2 separate regions of the Zea mays genome follow, and region 1 is linked to region 2. The links are chromatin contacts, called in public Hi-C maps. All regions are on one chromosome and are shown on one strand. The core of a region is the stretch at or near the end of the contact, and the rest is flanking DNA. Distances in the headings are between cores, read along the strand shown.

Region 1 (4,735 bases), core at 1,503-4,002, 170 kb before region 2:
TTCCTGATGACACAGAGTTTCCCATTTAGTGACACCAAAGCTGCAGCTTCAAAGGCACGTGAGCTGCCCAAGTGGTGCTTGCTGTCCATGAACCTTGTCCATGTTCCTGTGTTCTCATCATAGACTCTAAGCTTGCAGCCATCCCGGCAGTCAGCTGAATAGAGACGGCCATTGAAAGAAATACTTGGGTTCCGCCAGCCTGTGACCATCTCATCATCAATTGCTGACCATGTATTGGATGATGGTAAGTAGACCTCACTAGTTACTTGGCGATGGGAATCTAGCCCCTTTAAGAACCACTTGCCATCATATACAACTCCAATGAAAGGCACCATCCCATTGTTCATTTCAGTAACACAGGCCCATCTGTTCCTATTTGGATCATAAACTTCTGCAGACTGCAGCGTCCTCTGTATTCCTTCACACTCTCCTCCAGCAACATAGAGACAATTGTTTATTACACAAGAACCAAAAAAGTGACGTTTCCTCATCATATCCGGAGCCCGGTGCCATTTGTTTGTACGAGCATTGTAGAATACAACACGCCTCATAGAACCCCTCAAAGGATCTTTCCCGCCAAACAAGTACAGATAGCAACCACTCAGAACGGCACACCCAAAGCCCAATGCTTCTGAATACTCTTGTGGAACTGGTGGGAGTGACTTCCATAGCTGGTGGAGTGGATCAAAGGCATACCAGGATATCTTCCCTTCACGGTCCCTTTTAAAGACATATACCCATTCTTCTGCCACTCCAATTTTCTTACGCAAGGAGTAAAAGTAATTCCCAGACAAAAGACGGTTCCATCTTTTGCAAACCATCCTGAGTTTGGGCTGTTCAAGTCGAGGAACTCGTATAAGGCAGGCAATAGCAAGATCATCAGGAAGGCCAGGTAAAAGTGGTGCTTGAGTCCTGCACCTTTCCTTTTTTGAGCCCCTTGACTTGCGCTTGTTTTGTTTGACTTCAGGTTGCATGCACATTTTCGCGCCAGGAACAAACTTCCTGGCCTCAACAACAGTTTTAAGGCCTGTATCTAATCTGCAGTAGCAGGAGACAGACTCCACCTGGCAGCCAATAATATAATGTTTAGAAGTTGTATTGGCAGACAAGAATGATACATAAATAATGGTAAATAAATAAATAAATAAATAAATAAAACACCAAAATATTATTAGGAACTTCAACTCTAGGCACAAACCAATCACATGAGCAATAAAACCTAAATGAAGCTTCAGGGATGCATAGCAGCATCGATAACTTTGTTTCTTTACATCTAGAATTTCTTTTTGTTCAAATTTTTCAAATAAATGTTACCATCAAGAATCAGCTCCCCAAGATGATTTGCAATTGTAGCATATTTCGATTGCAGAAAAAATTGTAAACTGTGTTACTTACAAATTACAGTTCCATAATGTATCAATTAGATTTGAGCATTAATGCATGTCATGCGAAATCATGAACAAGGGAATTACTTAACTTTGCCAAAAAAATATGTGTCAGTTTATCATGGATCAGATCTCCCAAATCAAGAATTTTAAATTCATGGAACTAACTTCAATATTAATACATGTAAGTTCATCAACATAGGACCTGAAAGGCTGAAACAATGTCCCCAACAGGGCTAGCTCAGTTCTGGAATTCTACACAACTGAAAGATTATGCAGTTGGACAGTTGGTTCGAAAAACATGGACCAATGTCCTAGGTAGGCTGAACGAGTGTGTAAGCAGTTTAAAGACAGCCATCAACTGAACTACTGTTGAACTTATTCATGAAATGGAACAGGAAAGGTTCATTATCTCTGGTTTTATCAGTTAGACCAAAATTGTTATAAAACCTCCTTCAAATGAACAGAACATAAGCAGATAATCTGTGGAATGTTCGAAAATTAATGAACATATCACAACACTCGAGCTGGAAATATGTGAAATGAAATCCCAGTTCGTCAATTAGGAGCAGACAATGGACCGCTGCAGCATGACGCAAGTTCATGCAATTTACGGTGACTGTACTTAAAAGATGAACAATCACAACTAGAGAAAACGAAACTTAAGCATGCGCACTATGCAAACCCCATATGGTAGTACTTCTGTACTTAACAGGGATCAGCAGCATCCACGTATTAGAACTACCATCGACGGAATCCGCTGTATAAATCAAAAGAAGACTATAGGAGATAAGACAGCTTCCCCGGTTCTTTCCTACAACTAGCAGCGATTCCCTCGTGGCCCTGAAGCGCAAAAACACCACAAAAAAACTAAGCGAACAAGAGCCCCAGCCCCAAGTAGGCAAGCACCCAGATCCAGACCGTCAACCGATACGGGATCGATCAAAGCCCTCAATCCGTACAACAAAATCCTCATCCCCGACCACAAAAGATCGAAGCTTCCAGCACAAAGCCGGCAGCTTTACTCCTAACACCCCGTATAACAAATCCGGCCTAAAAGACGCGTCTTTGAGCCACTAACAAGAAAAAAAGGGAACGGAGGCGGAGAGGAGCGGAGTGGAGCTTCACCAGCGGGGCGCGGACGCGGACCCCTGTTCCGTGGGGCGGAGGCGGCCTGGACGCGGCGTCCATCGCCGGATCGGGTGGGGGTCTCTCGCCTCAACAAAGGAGAGGCCAGCTGGTCGCCGGGAGAGGAAGGGGTAGAGGAGCAGGGAGGGGAGGGGAGGGACTGTTGTTGTTTTTTTTTTTTTTTGACAAAACCTCGGTCACGGTGGGATCATCAGCGAAAAAAGCGTGGACCAAAGGAGTAGACAGCTCTGTGGACGCGCGTAGTCAGTCAGGTCTCCTACACCAGTCACCCGTCGCGGCCCACGTCCACCTTTTCTTCGTAGCTGGTTTGACATTTGCGTGTCTGACTCAAGCCGTGTTCAACAATTCGGTTGCCTTTCCGTCTTTATGTATTATGCTTAGATTATTTAAAAATTATATTTTTCATGATTACTATCTCTAAAATTTTTAATATTAACATTATTTTCTATAGATTTTGTTAAACTTTCAATATATCACAAACCTACACTTACATTCCTTTTGTGAACACTGGAATGGACAAAAGAGATGGTTCGTTGGATATGTTCGTGTTGGTTCGAACGGTTGCAATCTTACATGTGGGCACAAGCGCTCGGAAGCACGTGAGACACAAAGCATAACAAAATAGATGGCTTAAGGTTCAAATGCTTTGGACGGGTATTTATAGCGTAATCAGGGTCCTGAGACATAAATTAGTGCGCTCATTTTCCTAGTTATCTGCTACATTCCTAGAGTATATTGTACAACAGGTAATTATAGTCCAGTGCTTCCTTATTCCCTGTTACACAACATATTACACCCTTCCTGGGAGCGACAGGAGGGGCAGTGCGGCCCACCCTATATCTGGGGTCGATTCTCCACGTAGCGAGCCTTTGCACAGGTAGTCTTCACTCTCATCTTGGTCAAAGGTTGCCGGTGTCGAGGGGTCGGTGTCCGCTATGACTCGACCCCACGAGGGGGTCGGCTACCTACGAGCCCTGTCCAACACCCACTCGGAGTATATGTGCCTTTGCTTGATGTTCAGGGGCCATCGGGGTAGACCAGCCCTCGTGTGCCTTTGGTAGTCATGTCGCCTTCTTCCGAAGGGGCCACTTCAATACATGTTTGTGACCAAGTTCTCCAGCTGTTAAGAGTGATCAAGGTCTAGATTGGCCCTCGTCCCAATAGTAGCCCCCGAGAGAGTGGCTCAACTTGATGAGCTGGTCCCAAAGTCCTTCTAAAAGAGGGAACGAATGCTGCCATAGATCACAAGTTGGGCTACACTTTGGGGCGGTGCATAAGTGACCATTGAAATTTGGTGACGTGATTGGTGTGACGTTTCACTGTGCGCTTTTCTGAGTTCTGATGCGGGCTTGGAATATAAAAATGTTGCACAATCATTTTTATGGTTTTCTTTTACGCTTTCCTCGTTTTCTTTGTGACCGTCGCCATCCACACCGATGTTGTTGGTCTTGTGCTTGTTCACGCGCTGCCGCTCGCCATAGGTGATGGCTCGTGTCAAACAGAATGCTTGTCGCTATCGTCGGTACGTGATGTCGCCTTCTTAATCGTCATCGCCTAGCAAGGCCACATCGACAAAATCGTCATCGACGAAGAACACGTTGAGCATGTCGCCATCGTCGCCAGCGGAATCTCGTGCTCACCTTATGGCGGGCGATGAGTCTATGGAGTTTGGGCGCTTAAGGATCTCCTCAGGGCATGTGAATGAGTTCCAGCAACTTGGGTACTTTGGATCGGGGACTGGGCGTGTCTTGAGGTCAGAGACAACTCTGGCTCCAAAGGGGGAGGTAGTAGTGTTCGATGTGTTTTTCGATGCGGGCCTTCGTCTGCCATGTCACTGTTTGGTGGTATAAGTCTTGGACCACTTCAAGGTACATCCGCATCATCTTACTCCTAATGCCATTGTGGCTTTGGCAAAGTTTGTGTGGGTGACAACGACGCACAGAGGCCAACCTTCGATTAAAGTCTTCGCAAAGCACTACAACACTGGCAAAAGAGGACCATGGGGGATAAAGTGACGTAGTTTGGCAGTGGTACATTCACATCGAAGACTAAACATACTTCAAGTGAAGCGGTGGAGCTTGTGTCGTCTGCCAAGAACAGGTGGGTGGTTGGATATACTTATGGTTTTATCTCTATAGGAAAATGTTTAAAGAATGTCGGCCAAGAACTGACGTTCTTACTCTAATAGGTTGATGTACTTA
Region 2 (4,695 bases), core at 998-3,497:
CCGAGCCCTGGGGTCGGGCGAAGCGGAGTTCGTCGTCTTCCGGGGCTGAGCCCGAGTCCGAGCCCTAGGGTCGGGCGAAGCGGAGTTTCCTATGGTGCCTGAAGCCGGACTTGGCCGCTGTCAGCCTCACTCTGTCGAGTGGCACAACAGTCGGAGCGGCGCAGGCGGCGCTGTCCTCTTGTCAGGCCGGTCAGTGGAGCGGCGAAGTGACTACGGTCACTTCGGCTCTGTCGACTGGAGGGCGCGCGTCAGGATAAAGGTGTCAGGCCACCTTTGCATTAAATGCCCCTGCGATTCGGTCGGTTGGCGTGGCGATTTGGCCAAGGTTGCTTTTTGGTGAAGACTGGGCCTCGGGCGAGCCGAAGGTGTGTCCGTTGCTAGAGGGGGTCCTCGGGCGAGACGTAAATCCTCCGGGGTCGGCTGCCCTTGCCCGAGGCTGGGCTCGGGCGAGGCGTGATCGCGTCCCTCGAATGGACCGATCCTTGACTTAATCGCACCCATCAGGCCTTTGCAGCTTTGTGCTGATGGGGGTTACCAGCTGAGATTTAGGAGTCTTGAGGGTACCCCTAATTATGGTCCCCGACAAACGGATTTGCCGAAGATGTTTCTTCCTGCAGGACCTTCGGCGACGAAGCATGGCCCCAACAACGTCCGAACGACACACAGACAAGCGCGACACGCCAGGACTATTAAATAGACGACATGTTTATACTAAACAATTATTAATGAAAGAATATTTAAGTTAATATTAACTATGTTGATATTTATTCATAAAAGCGCAAGTTGAAAACTACAAATTTGATTTAATTGGAACACTAATTTAATAATCGTTGGTCAAACAAACATTTAATAAATTATTTATATATGTGACAGCATGGAATAGCATTTTAACATGTAGAGAACTTTAATACGAATCTAACGTGACTTGAACGGAGCGAATCAGATTTATAACGCAAAAGATATCAAATATTTATATCAATCAAATTTCTGCGTGCAGTTAAACGAAATTATAGGGTCTGTTTTGTAAAAAGTCCTTCTTCCTCCTTCTACAACCACCATGGGCAAGGGGTGGAGGAGGGCTCGGCCGCACCAGGGGGCAGGGGCCGCGGGGGAGGGAGAGAGGGGAGAGAGAAGAGGGGTTAGGTTGCGAAAAAGGAGAAAAACGAAGAACCGTCATGAACGGTAACGGAGAAAGCTTACCGAAGGGGAAGAAGTTCGCCGGATTCAAGAAGAAAACTGTGGATTGACGATGAACTGGAGGTCCGATCAATGAATCGAAAGCATCAAGACGAAGCCATCGACGAGATGGACGCAGCGGTACTCTCGGATTTCGCCAACGACGCACGGATTGAAAGCAATTGCTCGTCAGAGTTGTTGCCGGAGTTGGAATCGTCCTGAACTTCGGCGAGCTATTCCGGAATTGTGATCTAATCAAGGGAAACGGTTTCGAGATTTGGAAAGGGCTCGGCGAGAGGGTTCCAGCCATAAATATATTGCTAGGGTGTGAAGATATTTTATTTTTTTGTAATAAATCAATTTTTTAAAATTAAAATAAATTCCCGAAAAGGCTGAAATCGTGTTTAATGTCCAAAAAATATCTCGAAGGCTCCAAAAAAATTAGAAAAAATCTTAGACATGATTTAGTAACACCCTGAATTTTGGGTTATAACAATTTCTTTGCTCTTTACTCAAAATTCAGCTTTACACGAGAACCAAATCGAATGTACTTCGGAGGCTAAGAGAAACGAAGCTTAGGGCCCTAAAAGGTGAATTTATGTAAGACAATGTTCACCTATTTATAGTAAAGTTTTACAGCTTTATATGAAATTACAAATATGCTCACAAAGTTTACATATATGATACATAAATGTTAAGATGTATCATTGTCTTTCTTCTTCCTATCTTACTGCGTAAGATTTGGACGTCTTCCCCTTCGTCGTTTTATGTACGCAGCCCTTTCTATGCTGAAGTTGTGTTGTAACTTCGCGGCTTGCACCTTCGTCGTACGGCTTTACGCATTCAACCGAAGCATCTTTGCGTGCTACTTCAGGCGAAGGCTATTTTCGTCCATCCTTTTTAAAATATTCGTATATTTTTGTTAGATTTAATATTGCCATTTTATATTTTAGATTTTTAATTATATACATAAACAGACCCAAAAACTATAAACATAGATAGCATAATAGCAAAGAGAAAATTTGGGTTGTAAATCGCCACTCCTCTTCCCACACAGTCATTGAGTTCGTCTGCGGTAAGGCATCCCATGTTCCTCCGCCGCCGTCTCCTCTCCACCGCTGCCGCTGCGACCGCCGCCCGCGGCCCACCGCCGATCCGCGTGTCCCTAACGGAGTCCGCGGGCCGCGGCGTCTTCGCTACCCGCCCAGTATCTTCTGGCGAGCTCCTCCACTCAGCGCAGCCCCTCGTCTCCCACCCCTCCCACTCTCTGCTCCACGAGGTGAGGTGACCGCTCCTCCTGCTCATTGCCCCTTCCAGTGAAACCAACCAACTGAGCTGTTCTGGGCTCAGGTTTGCTACAATTGCCTCAGAAGGAAGCCCGGGGAAGGGCGCGCTTCAAGCGGGGGTGACTACTTCTGCAGCGATGCTTGCAGGGACCACGCCAAGGTGATATACCTTTCTTCCCATTTCCTTAGCGATTCCTGCATATTTGTTTTACCTGTGCATATTCCATCTACAAAGGTCTTTCTAAATGTTACTCTCTAAATTATCTATCATTTGAAGAGTCATTTGCGTAAGAATTGTTTATCTTTCCACTCTTCAACTCCACTCTCCAACAGCTTTTCAACATCTTGATTGCGCTCTAGAGAGTCATTCTCGTTCTATCTTTGGTTAGCAAAAAATATGGAATAGAAGGTGACTATATTTGCATAACTGTTTAAAGAACCTGTTAGAGGTTTTTTTTACCAAAATCTCTATTCATAGCAATTAGGAAGGCTTCAGAGTCCCTTGGAGCAGCCATTAGTTGCCCTCTTCTCTTCACTGACTGTTAGTGGCGATTGAAATCTATCATGTCTACCAGGATTCAAAATTTCGGCAAAATTTCATGAATGTCAGTGGTGGCCGAAAGAAAAATCTGAAATTTTGTAATACACTAATACATGTTTTATCTCTACTATATTTAAGCTTGAGTTTTTCGTGTGTCGCCTCCTCTAGCGATGCTCGCTCGATATAAAGCACTTGGCTTCTAACAATGCGACTCATATCTGTTTGTGTTGTATAAAGGAGAGATATTGTAAATATATATATATATATATATATATATATATATATACTAATAATTTGAAAAATAAAATATATAATCGTGTTTGAATAAATATCTCATTTAAGCAAGGTCTACCTATACGATATATAAAAATTGTAGCAATGTACGGACAACTAACTAGTATAACTCTAGACTCGTGTTTTCTATTGGTTGTGTTGCTTATTCTTCTACTCAGTAGATGTGTAGTCATAAATCATGCTAAAATTTGTTCAGATCCACTTATTTTAGAAAAAGCCTACTTCATGTGCAGTCTCTAAAAAATCAGGAAAATTTTGGCCGAAAGATTTCACGAATTTCGTTAATTTTGAGGGTGATCGAATTTTTTAGTACCAAAATTGAAAACCCTTCTGTCTACACGTGTTCATGATTCAGTAGGTCTTATATAATAGTGTGCTCGAACTTCGAAGTTTGAATACTAGGTGATAGTACATGTTTCCAGTTATCTATTGCGTTTGTGGAAATGCAATGTGGATTCTACCTCATGGATCTTTGAATGTGACATGTTAATTTTCCTTCACATGTCAGAAACATTGAATAATGTTGCTTATTTGCCTGCCATAGAATAAAAGAAAGAAATAATATTCAGAATTTGAGTCTGGATTTTGCTAACGATACGCATGATTTCCACCAATCTAGGGGTTCCATGACATTGAAAAGAATGTAGATTGGTCTTTATTCGATTACCACTGCAGGTATGATAGTTTGCTGTTCATCTTTCTACAGATGTGTGCCTCTTGACTTCTTCATTTTGTGTTTGTTTGTTCTAAAGTTCACGTGATCTGAAGTACCCATACATGGCCAAGCGCCTTGCTTGCATGGTTATATCAGGAGCTGCTAATGCAGATTGCCTTAACATACTTCAGCCAGCTCTGTTGCACCAGGGGACGCTGATTGAGGTAGTGATTCCTCTCTTTCCAGGTCACCCTGAACTCACTTCTTGTATTATTGTTATTATTATGACACCATAATAATACATTAATGACAAAGTTATTTGGTTTGATGCTTATTGTAGCAATGTTATATTACAGATGAAAGAGGAATTTGAGTTGTTGGAATCCACTTTTAGAAAAGCTGGATTTCAGGAAGAAATCACAACCTGTATCCTTTAAATTTTGTTTCCTCTCATTGTGACTACTCTTAGTTTCTTACAACCGAATGTTGAGAAAATTGAGTTTTTCATAGAGTTCTTATCTCAGTCCTCTTCAAATTTGGTTGTCTTTGACAAAATTAGTTTTGACCATAGATTGGTACATCAATGTATTGGCAAGAATACGCATAAATGCTTTTCGTATTGAATTGGTTGCAAGTTCATATGAGGATCTCTTATCCTCAGCGGCAGCCTCTGTATCATGTGATTCATCAGTTGGCAATGCGGTTTATATGCTCCCATCTTTCTACAACCATGACTGCGGTAT

Evidence for each region. Hi-C and Micro-C count contacts between places; a contact is called where the count stands out from the background.
Region 1: a contact with region 2 is called in a Hi-C map of ear, with 5 times the contacts expected there. The contact joins the promoter of LOC100193397 here to the promoter of LOC542096 in region 2. A contact is called at or near these places in 14 of 25 Hi-C or Micro-C datasets (ear, endosperm, leaf and 4 more) and 1 of 3 datasets of contacts at active chromatin or transcription factors (leaf).

The regions. Positions count from the first base shown.
Region 1 is chr1:248,066,116-248,070,850 of Zm-B73-REFERENCE-NAM-5.0, reverse strand. It overlaps LOC100193397, which reads right to left and starts at 2,752. Exons shown (of 2, transcript NM_001138522.2): 1 at 2,514-2,752; 2 at 1-1,064. The coding sequence starts at 2,576.
Region 2 is chr1:247,900,484-247,905,178 of Zm-B73-REFERENCE-NAM-5.0, reverse strand. It overlaps LOC542096, which reads left to right and starts at 2,247. Exons shown (of 8, transcript NM_001111729.1): 1 at 2,247-2,455; 2 at 2,527-2,622; 3 at 3,917-3,972; 4 at 4,050-4,176; 5 at 4,309-4,378; 6 at 4,512-4,691. The coding sequence starts at 2,264.